2 separate regions of the Zea mays genome follow, and region 1 is linked to region 2. Evidence: chromatin contacts called from public Hi-C data. All regions are on one chromosome and are shown on one strand. The core of a region is the stretch at or near the end of the contact, and the rest is flanking DNA. Distances in the headings are between cores, read along the strand shown. Region 1 holds the start of LOC100282943 (Chaperone protein dnaJ 15). Region 2 holds the start of LOC103650558 (dihydrofolate synthetase).

Region 1 (5,827 bases), core at 1,548-4,047, 200 kb after region 2:
GGTCTATCTAAAAACAATGCTGACTAAGTAAAGCTCAACCATTTTGACACATCTGGGGTTAAAACAGACAAAACAGGGGGTATAGCATCCAGCAACTTTGATCAGACAGATATAAAAATGTGAGAATACAAAAGCTTTATACGGAAAACAAATAGACAGATAATAAAATAAGTGCAGCATTGTATGGTACTATGGTAGATTCAACAAAGATAGAACAGCACCTCAAAACCAGCAGTATCATACTGCCTTCTTTTCTCAGGATCTGACAAGATGCTATAAGAATATGCAACTTCTTTGAAGAGTTCCGATGCTTCTGGGTTGCTAGCATTCTTGTCAGGGTGGTACCTGTCAACAAAGATAAGAATTGTGATGTACAGAAAAGGGTAGGGTTCCAACAATGTTACATGGTGAAGGCATATCAAGGACTATGCAAGTAGCAGAAATAATTCCCCAATAAGCTGGATGCAATGGAGTGACAGTATCTGATGTTTTAAGACCATGGAATTACCTCATTACTGAATGAATAATCATATCACCACAAAAGGACAGTAACAAAAAATCTTGCCAGCAATTGCAAAACATATATGAGAGGGCAATGTTCTACAAACAGGTCTGCTCACACATGTACTTCATAACAGATTATGGGCCTGTTTGGATGGGCTTATATTAGCCGCTAGAATAAGCTAGATATTTGTGTTCACAGGACACCAAGCATTCAAAAGGTTTAAGTAGTTAGATATTTGTGTTCACTCCATCCCATTGGTGTTTCACCACAAGAACAAAGTGGTTAGATACTTGTGTTCCATCCAGTTAGTGGTTAGATACTCTCCTCTCATGTGAAGGGGCGCAAAGTGCACACAGTGGTGTGGGAGCGACTGTGACGCAGAAGAAATGTGCTTGATGATTTAGTCAATTTGGTTGACTGGCTTTGATTCTAAATTGATTTCTACTATGTTGATCTGAACATATTAGTCCATTTACTGCTGCAACAACAGCATCAACAAAAGCCTTTTAGTCCTAACTCCCAAGCAAGTTGGGTAGGGTAGAGTTGAAACTTGAAACCCAACAGAAGCCGCACGTGGCCATTTACTGCTGCTACCTATAATTTTTTCTTGATGCTTTGTAGTTTATGGAATGATTGCTACTGTATGGAATGTAAATGAATATACATATATAGATCCAAAATTTAACAAAAAAACATCAGTTACAACAGCCATTACCATACACTCTCAGCATGGTCTGAACAGCAAGTAAATAGCTATTACTAAGGTTTATTAGGAGCTTGGATAGACGAGATAGTCACATTGATTCCTGTTGCACTGTGTGGGGCAGCAACACTTCTTGCAATTCTTCTCATATTGTATATTCTAGAATGACTAGCAACTAAACTAGTACATGCTTTTTTTTGAGGAATAATATTATTCCGTTAATTATTGCTCAGGCAAACACGGTTGGATCGAAAGCAATGGCAGTTTTCAACTTGAATAAACAAAAAATTAAACAAATATCTTTTGCCAATATAGGAACTGATATCCATCTGGAGCCTGAAAAATGTTCTCTGCATTCGCTTGAAAAAATTATCACTGATAGGTTTTTTGCTGCTTTCTCATCAAGAAGCAGATGTGGGAACTAAATTCGTCATTGAGTGCACCTCGCATGAGTATTCGTCAGTTCAACTTTGCTGAGAGCTGGACAATGTGTTATTAATAATAAGACACTGATCATGAGTATTCGCCATTTCATCATTGCTAAGATCTGGGCAAAGTATTAGAAATAATTAAGCACTGAAAAATTGCAGCACATTAGCTAGCATATTGACTCACCTAGTTGGCCGTTACCAAATTCATAAACTACCAAATCAGGAACATTTTATTTGAAATAATCGCTTCACAGAAAACCCGCTTCTCGCTAACGTATAGTTTGGCAGAGCTCCTCCTCGGTTTAGCCTGGCAGCTGCTCTATGAGCTATGCCAAACAGGCCTATGTTAAACTAACGGAGTAGCGTCTGGGTTTTCCTCTCTTACGCTACCCAAATCAAAACACTCTTCCACCACACAAATCAAAGCAGCATAGCAAACGAAAAGGGTCATTGAAACCGTACTTGAGTGCGAGCTTCCGGTAGGCGGACTTGATCTCCTGGTCGGAGGAATCTCTGGGAACGCTGAGCACCTCGTAGGGATCCCGACGCACCACCGGGGCAGACGGCCCCTCCATCTTCCCCGACGACGACATCCCGGGACAAAACCCTAACAGATGTAATAACAAATAAAAGGTTCAAAAAATAATGCATCCGATCCCAACGGCCGGTAGTTGGACCATGTAACGGCGCCCGACGGTTAGACCAGCAGGTCGTCTGCCGGCGGATCTACCTTCTCAAGGCGCCTGGCGGCTCCAATTCTTTACGGAGACCGACGGCTCTAACTCTTTCCGGAGACCGACGGCTCGCAGCAGGGATGCGAAAGGGAGGCCGGGAGCTTGGGCACCGTCGTCGCAAGATCCGGATGAGGCGCGCTCGGCTGGGAGGACCAAGCCCCAGCAGAGGCGGCACCAGTTCGTCTGTGTCACGCCTGGCAAGGAGAGGCGCCTGCGCCTGGGAAAGGGAACGAGTGGCAGGTCTCTATAATTTTCGCCAAGTTGGGTCGGGACTCGGGATGAGAAATTTTTGCTCACCTCGGCGCGGCGCGAGCAGATCTCGCCGCGTAGATGGGCGGGCGAGACGGAGACGGCAACGGCCAACGAGGTTGGAGGAGCTAGCGGCGACCGACAAGGAGTGTTTGGTTTAGAAAGCGTTTGGTTTTAGACACTAATTTCAAATTTCTGTATTAAATACATAAACTAACACTCTATTTTAGTTTATCATACCAAACATATCATGGAAATATCTCCAGCAGCTACTCATACATATATCTATATTCGAACTATACTCTATAAACAATACAATATAAAGCGCAAAACATGGTTTTGGCTGACCATATAAGTACAATGTACAATAGTTCACTTATATGGTCACTTAAACATTGTTTTTGCACTGTGCATTGTATTGTTTGTGGAGTATTGTTTGAAAAAAAATTGTAAATCTACTCGAGCAAATATTAGAAAAATGATTTTTCTCGCTCCAACAGCTTCCTTATACTCTATCGAAAGAATTAGGGCATGTTTGGTTCGTTGTCTAACTTGCCAAATTTTGCATAACTTTTCTGCTTAGGCTAGGGGCTGTTTGGTTTGCTGTCTAACTTGACATAGTTTGCCACGCTTAAGGTTAGGCAAGTTTGACCAAGTTAGGCATGTGTTTGGTTTGAAGCCACAGTTGTGACAAGATTTTTCTCCTGCAGTGTAGGTCTCACTAGTCAATGACTAGTAAAATGTGGCAAGATTTCCTTAGGCAAGACAAATATGAGGCAGAATTTGAGCGTCTAACCTTAAGCACCTTAGACAAGTGTGGCATAAAATTGTGTGGCAATTTTTGGCACCACATGTATAGAACCAAACAGCCTCTAGTTCTTCAACTCAGACAATTAACCTCAAACAAAGTTTGGTATAGTTAGCCACGAACCAAACAGACCCTTAGCATCCCGCATCTATCTCCTCACCTCCCTCATATTTATGTGTAAGCTATTTCTCCACAATCGGCCTCGCTCGTATGCGAGTAGGCTCCCGCGATTTTTTTTCTGTCGCACGCGCACTTGTTGGGTGGGGCTTCGACGCATACACGACATAGCAGCCTCCTCCTCATGCTATCTTCAACCATTCTCCCTCCTAAATTATCATATTCGTACTTTATATTTATATTTAAATACCTCATTTTCAATAATTATTCCTTATATTTCTCTTTCTCTCCAACTATTCCCTCTATTTAGCTCTCCTTTACTTTTTAAATGAGCTATTTGCCTTTTATATATTAGTTTTTGGAGTTTTAAAAAATATTGTCATATTAATAGTACTGTAATACACATTATTATTTTGTAATTATACTAAAAATAGATTGATTTTGTAATTAAAGCGTTGATTAACAAAATGGATGGAGACTAGAACTCCCCCTACACAGGGTGGAATACTTCTCTCTCCCCGTAGAGGGTGCAGGAGGGGGCACCGTTAGACCCCTTCTCCCCTCATTTACACCTCGTAAGGAACAACCCGAGAGAGGGGGCTAGCCGACGTGAGCTGTTGGAGCTAGTCTCAGTGACGTGACGTAAGGAGCTCCTCGGTGATCATAAGTCTTGACGTCGAGAAGAGAGAGGTAACGAAGGCTAGTGGGATTTTATAGTTTTTAGTTTTTAAGGACTGTTGGAGTATATATATGATGCTTTGCTTCTAAAAATGTTTAGTCTGCCACCAATAACCATTTTTAGAGAAAATTTTTAACATATTTTTGGAGTTGTGAGAGCACCTAGAGGGGGTGAATAGGTGATCCTGTAAAAACTTAACACTTAAGGCCACAAAACTTGATTAAGAGTTAGCACAATGAAATCAAGTGGTTATAGGAGATCTCTTGTGAAATACAATAGACACAGTGAGAACAAGCACAAGAGACACGAGGATTTATCCCGTGGTTCGGCCAAGTACAAAACTTGCCTACTCCACGTTGTGGCGTCCCAACGGACGAGGGTTGCACTCAACCCCTCTCAAGTGATCCAATGATCGACTTAAATACCACGGTGTTCTTCTTTCTTTACTCTTTCCCGCTTGTGAGGAATCTCCACAACTTGGAGTCTCTCACCCTTACAATAAGAATCAAAGTGAAAGCACTAGAGTAAGGGAGGGAAGCAACACACTCAAATCCACAGCAGATACGCACACACACAACCAAGAATTTGAGCTCAAATGAGTATCACAAAGTTCACCACTAGAACGGAGCTCAAATCACTAAGAATGTCAAACGAGTGCGCAAAGTTGGAGTGAGAATGATCAAGAATGCTCAAAGTGTGCTTGGTGTTCTCCTCCATGCGCCCAGGGGTCCCTTTTATAGCCCCAAGGCAGCTAAGAGCCGTTGAGAGCATTCCAGGAAGGCAATTCTTGCCTTCTGTCAACTGGCGCACCGGACAGTCCGGTGCACCACCGGACACTGTCCGGTGCGGATTTCTTTCCTATTCTGGCGCAGCCGACCATTGAAGATTTGGGGCCGTTGGCGCACCGGACAGTCCGGTGCCCCCTTCAGACCGTTGGCCCGGTCACGCGTCACACGCGGATTGCGCGGCCGACCGTTGGCTCGGCCGACCGTTGGCTCACCGGACAGTCCGGTGAATTTTAGCCGTACACCGCCGACGAAATCCCGAGAGCGGCCTTTTCACCAGAGCCAGCCTGGCACACCGGACACTGTCTGGTGCACCACCGGACAGTCCGGTGCACCCAGACTGAGCAGAGTCTTGGCTGCTCGAGCCAAGTCTTTTCCAATTGTCTTTTCTCTGATTCTAGCACTTTGACAAATATGTTAGTACACAAAAACCAATGTACTAAGTCTAGAATCATACCTTTGTATTGATTTGCACTTTCTCCACCCTTTGGCATATACTCATTCCCTTAATGTGTGTTGGGCACTTAATCACCAAAATCTTATAGAAATGGCCCAAGGGCACATTTCCCTTTCAATCTCCCCCTTTTTGGTGATTTATGCCAACTAGGGCTGGACAAAATACTCGTGGCTCGTGAGCTCGCTCGACTCGTGGTCAGCTCGGCTCGGCTCGACTCGGTTCGTTTCAATTTTGTCACGAGCTGAGCTAACATCTCAGCTCGGTTCGTTAACGAGCCAGCTCGACACGAGCTCGAGCCAGCTCGTTAGCTCGAATGAGCTAGCATTTATATGCAAAACAAAATCTATATACGTATTGAA
Region 2 (6,360 bases), core at 3,364-5,863:
CGACCCATCAAACCCGGCCCAAATGTACACCTATACACTAGTTAGCCGAGCCGAGAGGGGTAGAGGAATATACCTCACGAAGGTATAAACCAGAAAAACTGGTGTGTTTTGTAGGAGTACAGATAATCAGCCTATTTACAATCTATTATTGTCAGCTTAGAAAGAGCCACGAACAAGTTGGCAGCAACGCAGGACGTGATCCCAATATCCCATCAGCACAGATGCCTTGCTTGCCTGCCGTCCGTTTGGATGGGAGCCCTGCCTCAGTCAAATGCATCCTGGGTCCTGGCCCAAATGTTCAAAATCGGGCGCCTGGGATGGATGCCTGGCCCAGGCATTTTGGTAGATTCCATCCAAACAGTCCCGCAATGTACACCACACGAATGATCCATCTCGCCGGTACACCACTACGAGTCCAGTGTAGCTTCCACTCTCTTCCAGTCTAGTATATGGTACTATGAAAGATGAGATGGTTGGCGCCTCTAATGCCGTCCCAGCTTTTGCAGTATGGCCCCGACGAGATGCAGGGAGCCGGTCACGCAGATGAGGCCTGGGGCCCTGCCTCTGCTCTCAAGGAGCTGGGAGGCAGCAATGATCAGGTTCCAGGAGAACGGCCCCATGTCTTGGCACCCGATCACCATGGGCTTCCTTCTGGAACTCAGCGAAGGACTGCCCAACAGATCGGCGATGTGCTCCAGGGTTTCAGTGCCACTGATGCCACCGATGTCCACGTACTCGATGCCACGATGGCGTGCCGCGGCAATCCATACTTCTTTCAGGGATGAGGCTGGCATTGCACGGGAGCTTCCTCCGGCGATGCTCGCCTCTGTCAGTAGCACGACATCTGGGGTTTGACCTGCAGCAAGTTTCAGGAATAATGTGACATCAATTTCAGTAATAGTAGCTTTCATTCATGCGCCTGCCTAGATTTGGGGATTCCTACCTGAGAGAAGCTGCTCAGCAAACGCAAGATGCTCCTTGTCACTAGCCATTCCGACAACAAGCGCTAGAGGCCCTTCTGGTCTGACAGCTTCTATCACGCCTGATAAGGCCTTTGCAGATTCCTCAGTATGGGCTGCAAAACATAATTCAAGCATCAGCATCGCTGGAAGGAAGAGATGTCAAGAGAAGGTTACAGCGAGGTTAACCTCCATCGATTAGTACAGTAGATGCACCATCCAGCCCAAGAACCGAGGCTTCCTCTGCTGTGAGAAACTGGCTCCTCCCAGGAAGTTGGGTCTCCCTCAAGCCAGCTTGGATAGAAGCATCAGAGATTTCCCATCCTTAACTTACCAACGCCATGCCATAGCAGGAAAAATAGATCAGTGAATGAGTGTGATAAAAAAGGGGGCAAATGGACAAAGAGCCACACAGAAAGCAAGTGTTCAGCCCCGTCCGTAATCAAGCTTCAAGGAACCAAGATTTAACATGCTATTAACACTGGAGAAATGTCACTTTGGCGGCTTAGGAGTATTGTTACCTAGACTACGGAGACAGAGAGCCGTGCAAGCAGCTGTGACAGCATTCTGACGCTGATGATCTCCCAGCAGTTGGAGGTTTATGTCATGCATTTCAATGGACTGAAAAGGATAGTTTGCGCTGATCAGCCAGAGGATTTGAAAAACAGATACGAACTTGTCAATTTCAGATGAAGTAGGTGAGGTTCCCAATGTAACTCACCAAGGGTACATCATTTGAAATATTTATGCTGAAGTAACAGCGTTGATACGGCTTACCATTATCCCAATCTATGCATTTCGTAAAGCTCTTGATGCCAGGATCACAAGCAGATATCACAGGAGATTGTGTCAAGAATGCCCTGTCACGAATAATTTGCTCAATAACTGCTGAAAATGGTCCACCAATCACAACCTGACAAAAAATGTTTGATATCCAGGTTACATCTTGTCAAGATCTGAAACTAAGCTGGAATAAGAAAATAATCCCACTGTCCTCGTTTGGACCATCTATGCTATGGTAAGAAATTCATATATGAGTGGAGGAAAGATTAGTGCAATAAGAAGGATTTACGAAGCTAAATTAGAGAAAATTGGAAGAGGGAGGGTTTCTAATGCTGCTGCTCCTTGCATACAATGCAGTGTGACAGGACCACTCATACATGATGCAATACCTGAGGTAATACATTATGTAGTAGTGTAGGACACAACTCAATGTTAAAATGTTGCTTTAAGAAACAAGTCTGAGAATCAAGCAGTCTGGGTAAACATAAACAAGAATAACTGAATAAGGAAAGGGCCTGCATGTCCAGTCATAATTGTCATATACTGTGGCAGATTTTATGTAAGGACAATACAACTGAACCAAGTCTTTTAGAAAGAAACAAGAAAAAAGATAACATCTTTCTCATGTTACTGAACAAAACGAGAACAAGATTCCTACAATGGAACGAGTCAGGTGTCAGGAGCAGGGTTTGTCATATCACCCATTTAATACAAGTACAAAAAAAGTGCTAGACACATTCAAGTTGGCTTTAAGATCAAGGTATAAACAGGAGCAACTAGACACTGGTAGTTACAGAAATACAGAATGAAAATGATAAGTGAATTGCATACTGGTTGTCCTTGTTTAATGATTCCAGACTTTGCTATTGCTATGCTTTGCAGGGAGCCACCCAATGCAACCAGATGTTCCCTCCCTACTGTTGTTATGACGGATGCTGCTAATTCAGTACTCCGAATAACATTTGTTGCATCCCTAGCTCCACCAAGACCTGCCTAGAAAATAAATAGATAAAAGCAAAAACTGGTGATATCATTTTTACGACTGAATTGAACAGATGATGTTGAGAATGTAATTCAATTTTGAAAAGCAAGACCCTTTGCTTTCAAGACTTCTTTAAAATCAGTGATATCGATTGCATTACTTCCTATTTCAGTCTTGACATTTAACAGCAATGAGCACAAAATCTGAGAGGTCATAAAGGGCAGTAACAGATGTTCTGTAACTTACTTCAATGATGGCAATGTCAACATTTTCTTGTGAGAATAGAAGAAATGAGAGAGCAGTAAAAACCTACAAAGGCATGCATACAATCTCTGGAAGTCATGTCTATGATCAAATGAGAAACAAAACATGAACAGTTTCAAACCCGATAGTATTTGGATGTAAGAAAAAAATTCCCATCAGTTACAATGATTATTTGTATGTGTCCACAAAACAGTCAAAAACTAATCTTCATAAGAGAACAGGTGGGCATATTTACAATAACAAACTACCTCAAAATGCGTTAGGGATCCATTTTCCAATTCTATTGCTTCATCAATAGCTTCCTTAGCCCCATCAAAAAGATCACTCAACAGTCGTACTGGAACAGGGCCTCCATCATTTCCAACAGAAATCCGTTCACGTATTGTTAGAAGATGTGGACTGCATAGGAGAGAGAATTATAGTGGTGTTAAAAAACAGTGAGACACAATGGAACTGAACAAATTACAAACCATCTAAAATAAAGGATTACACATTTACACTTCAATACCTTGACATAGATCTAAACATGAAAAGTGAAAGACAGTATTCCAAAATAATTTGATACAAAACAAGATCCAGCTAAAGAAGCTATTGACAGGATAGCGCTAAGGCAGAGGCTGGAGAATGATAGTTTTTTTGGTACATAAACCTCATTCAATGAAACCTACTTAAAACAGGCTGCATTTTCCTCCTGCATACCACATTGAATTATTTACAGCCCCATTTAGGATATTTGTCTTATTCATACATTTTGCAATTCCAATTTGATACCCTCCGTTAAAAATTGATACCGGTTGACAGCCTAAAGGCCAAAACCATGTTTTCTATGCAATTGTTCGAGCAACCAATGATGAATCCATTCGAATCCATGGCCCCTATCATACCGGCACCACAAAAATTTCTGCCTAACAACTGCACGTGACTGACAAAGATGATGACGAGTTAAGATTACCTAGAATAACTTCCCACATTGTAGCCTTGCGCCCTCATGATATTGGACAGCAATGCAGCAGTAGAACCTTTCCCCTTGGTGCCGGCGATATGCACAGCCTACACACACATCTATTCAGCTACATATTTCCATTCACAGCTAACTCCCAAGATGCCATCAGGGAGAACTCACCGGGAAGTCGGTGTGGGGATCGCCGAGCCGACGAAGGAGTCGGCGCATGCGCCCGAGGTCGAATCCGTCGTCGGAGTCGGTGCCGGCGCCGCGCGGCACGCCCGAGCGCTCGTAGTTGCGCAGCCGCTCCATGTAATCGAAGAAACCCCCGAGCGGGCCCTCCGCCTCGCCACCGGCCATGGCGGACAGACTGCGGCGGGTGACGCTCCTCCCCAGCAGCAGACCGCGCGGGAGGCCGAGCGCGGCGGGGAAGCGGTGGCCGAGCATCCGTCGCGGCCGTGCGGCGGCGGCGGGAGGCGACGCAGGGCGCGCAGTCGCGGCCGTGACGCTCAGATGCGGCGAATCAAGCGCGCGCGGGATACGGGTGAATGTTGGCTTGAGCTGTGGATGGGTCGGTGGGGAGGACGCCGGAGTCGGGCAGCGGAGGACGGGCGCGAGGAGAGATCAGACAACGCCGAGCGAGCAGAGTGCGGTCTGTTTGGTTAGCTGGTTCAGTCACTGTTACACTAGACATGTGTTTGATACTTAGTTTATAGCCATAATTAGAGCAAGATTTTTCTTAAGAGCAATTATGATTATACCTCTGTCGGGGATGATGGGTACCAAACTACACTCCTGAAAACACGCTTAAAACCTCTCCCGAGTACCGAGAATCAAGAACTCCGCCTCGTCCGAAGTCACCCTCTGAGAATCTGCCCAAAACTCCGCCTTACCCAAGCCCGATCTCGGACGGGCCGTAAATACGAGCAGATCTCGGTCCCGACCGAGGATCCCCTACCCCTAGAAGCTATGTCCACCTCGCTCGAGCCCATCACGGGCGAGAGGGACAAGACCCATGGCAAACCTTTCGAAGGTCACTAGGGGACAACCGTATTTAATGCGTGCACCTACCCCGCACAGGGTTGCAGGTGTACAGTGGTAACAAGATCGCGGTCTTGTCAAAGATTCACCAATATGATTACGCATGCGCCGCTGTACACGCACGTCGTCTGCCAGCCCCTGACGGGACATGTAATATGGACTAGCCCTCGGGCGCAAATTCTGCCTCGCCCGACGCAAAGCTCGCCCTCAAGACAGAACTCCGCCTCGTCGAGCTCGGCCTCGGCTACCTACTCCCCTGCGAATCCTGCGAAGGGCCACTCCTTCGAACTGTGGCAAGTGTCATCGAATCTCAGGACGGGCTCGGTCGCGACCTCAGACGGACCTCTGCCTTGCCCGAGCCTGGTTCTGACATCGATATCTGTGACGAAGGACACCCCCAACGTCATCAGATACAGTGAAGTTGATGTGTCCCTTAAGAAGCTTTTTCCCATGCTAAGCACTGTGTCAACCACTACGGTATGGCAGCCTCTCCCAGGGGGCTCGGGTACGCGACCGAGCCCTCGGTCTCAGCCTCGGCTCACAGCAGGAAACAAGCAAGCTCAAGTCAATAACAAAGTACAAAGGCCATGTTGTCCATAGGACACGAAGACACTCACCACAGCAGAAGGCAGCCCCGTCTACAAGGACGCGCTCCCCTTAGGCGTATAAATAGGGTAGTCCATGGCTCCTCTAGGGGGTATGCAAGCACTTGGCAGTCTTCTCCTACATTTGATATTGGCACTTGCTGAAAGGAAAATGTGCCCTTGGGCCATTCTATACATGTTTTAGTGATTAGATGGTCAACACATATTGTTTTGTTTGATATAAGCTAAGTGCCAAAGAGATGCAAATGGAAAAGCAAGGTATGATTCTAGCCTTAGTAAATTGTTCTTAGTACTAATATTATTCTACTAAGTGTTAGGAACCTTGTCAAATCGAGAGAAATCGGATTAGAGAAGTTTGGCTAAGTCCAGCCAAACTTGCACCAGCCTGCGGTGCACCGAACTGTTCGGTGTGCACCGGACAGTGTCTGGTGCCCAGGCTGGCGCCCTGGCGAACAGACCGCTCTCAGGAAAATGATGAGGGCACCACAACTATAATTCACTGGACTGTCCAGTGAGCACCAGATTGTCTGGTGTGCCAGCCATGCCACAAGCCAACGGTCGACCACGCAATCAGCGGGTGACATGTGGCTCAGCCAACGGTTAGGAGGCAACACCGGACTGTCCAGTGTGCCACGTGGCTGGCAACGGTCGGCTTCGCTAGAAAAGGAAAGAAATCACACACTGTTCACTGCCTGGTGGTGCACAGGACTGTCCGGTGCGCCCACGGACAGAAGGCAACTAGTGCCTTCCAAATGGAGCTCAAACGACTTCTAGCTTCCTTAG

What was found. A called contact is a pair of places that touch in the nucleus more often than the background predicts.
Region 1: a contact with region 2 is called in a Hi-C map of endosperm, with 3 times the contacts expected there. The contact joins the promoter of LOC100282943 here to the promoter of LOC103650558 in region 2. A contact is called at or near these places in 6 of 25 Hi-C or Micro-C datasets (bundle sheath, endosperm, leaf and 2 more).

The regions. Positions count from the first base shown.
Region 1 is chr3:131,017,375-131,023,201 of Zm-B73-REFERENCE-NAM-5.0, forward strand. LOC100282943 (Chaperone protein dnaJ 15) reads right to left here and starts at 2,798. Exons shown (of 13, transcript NM_001155848.2): 1 at 2,671-2,798; 2 at 2,370-2,590; 3 at 2,102-2,246; 4 at 222-345. The coding sequence starts at 2,232.
Region 2 is chr3:130,815,405-130,821,764 of Zm-B73-REFERENCE-NAM-5.0, forward strand. LOC103650558 (dihydrofolate synthetase) reads right to left here and starts at 4,614. Exons shown (of 9, transcript XM_008676133.3): 1 at 4,112-4,614; 2 at 3,941-4,038; 3 at 3,237-3,387; 4 at 2,574-2,735; 5 at 1,681-1,872; 6 at 1,481-1,580; 7 at 1,149-1,283; 8 at 944-1,075; 9 at 54-856. The coding sequence starts at 4,378. The coding sequence ends at 483.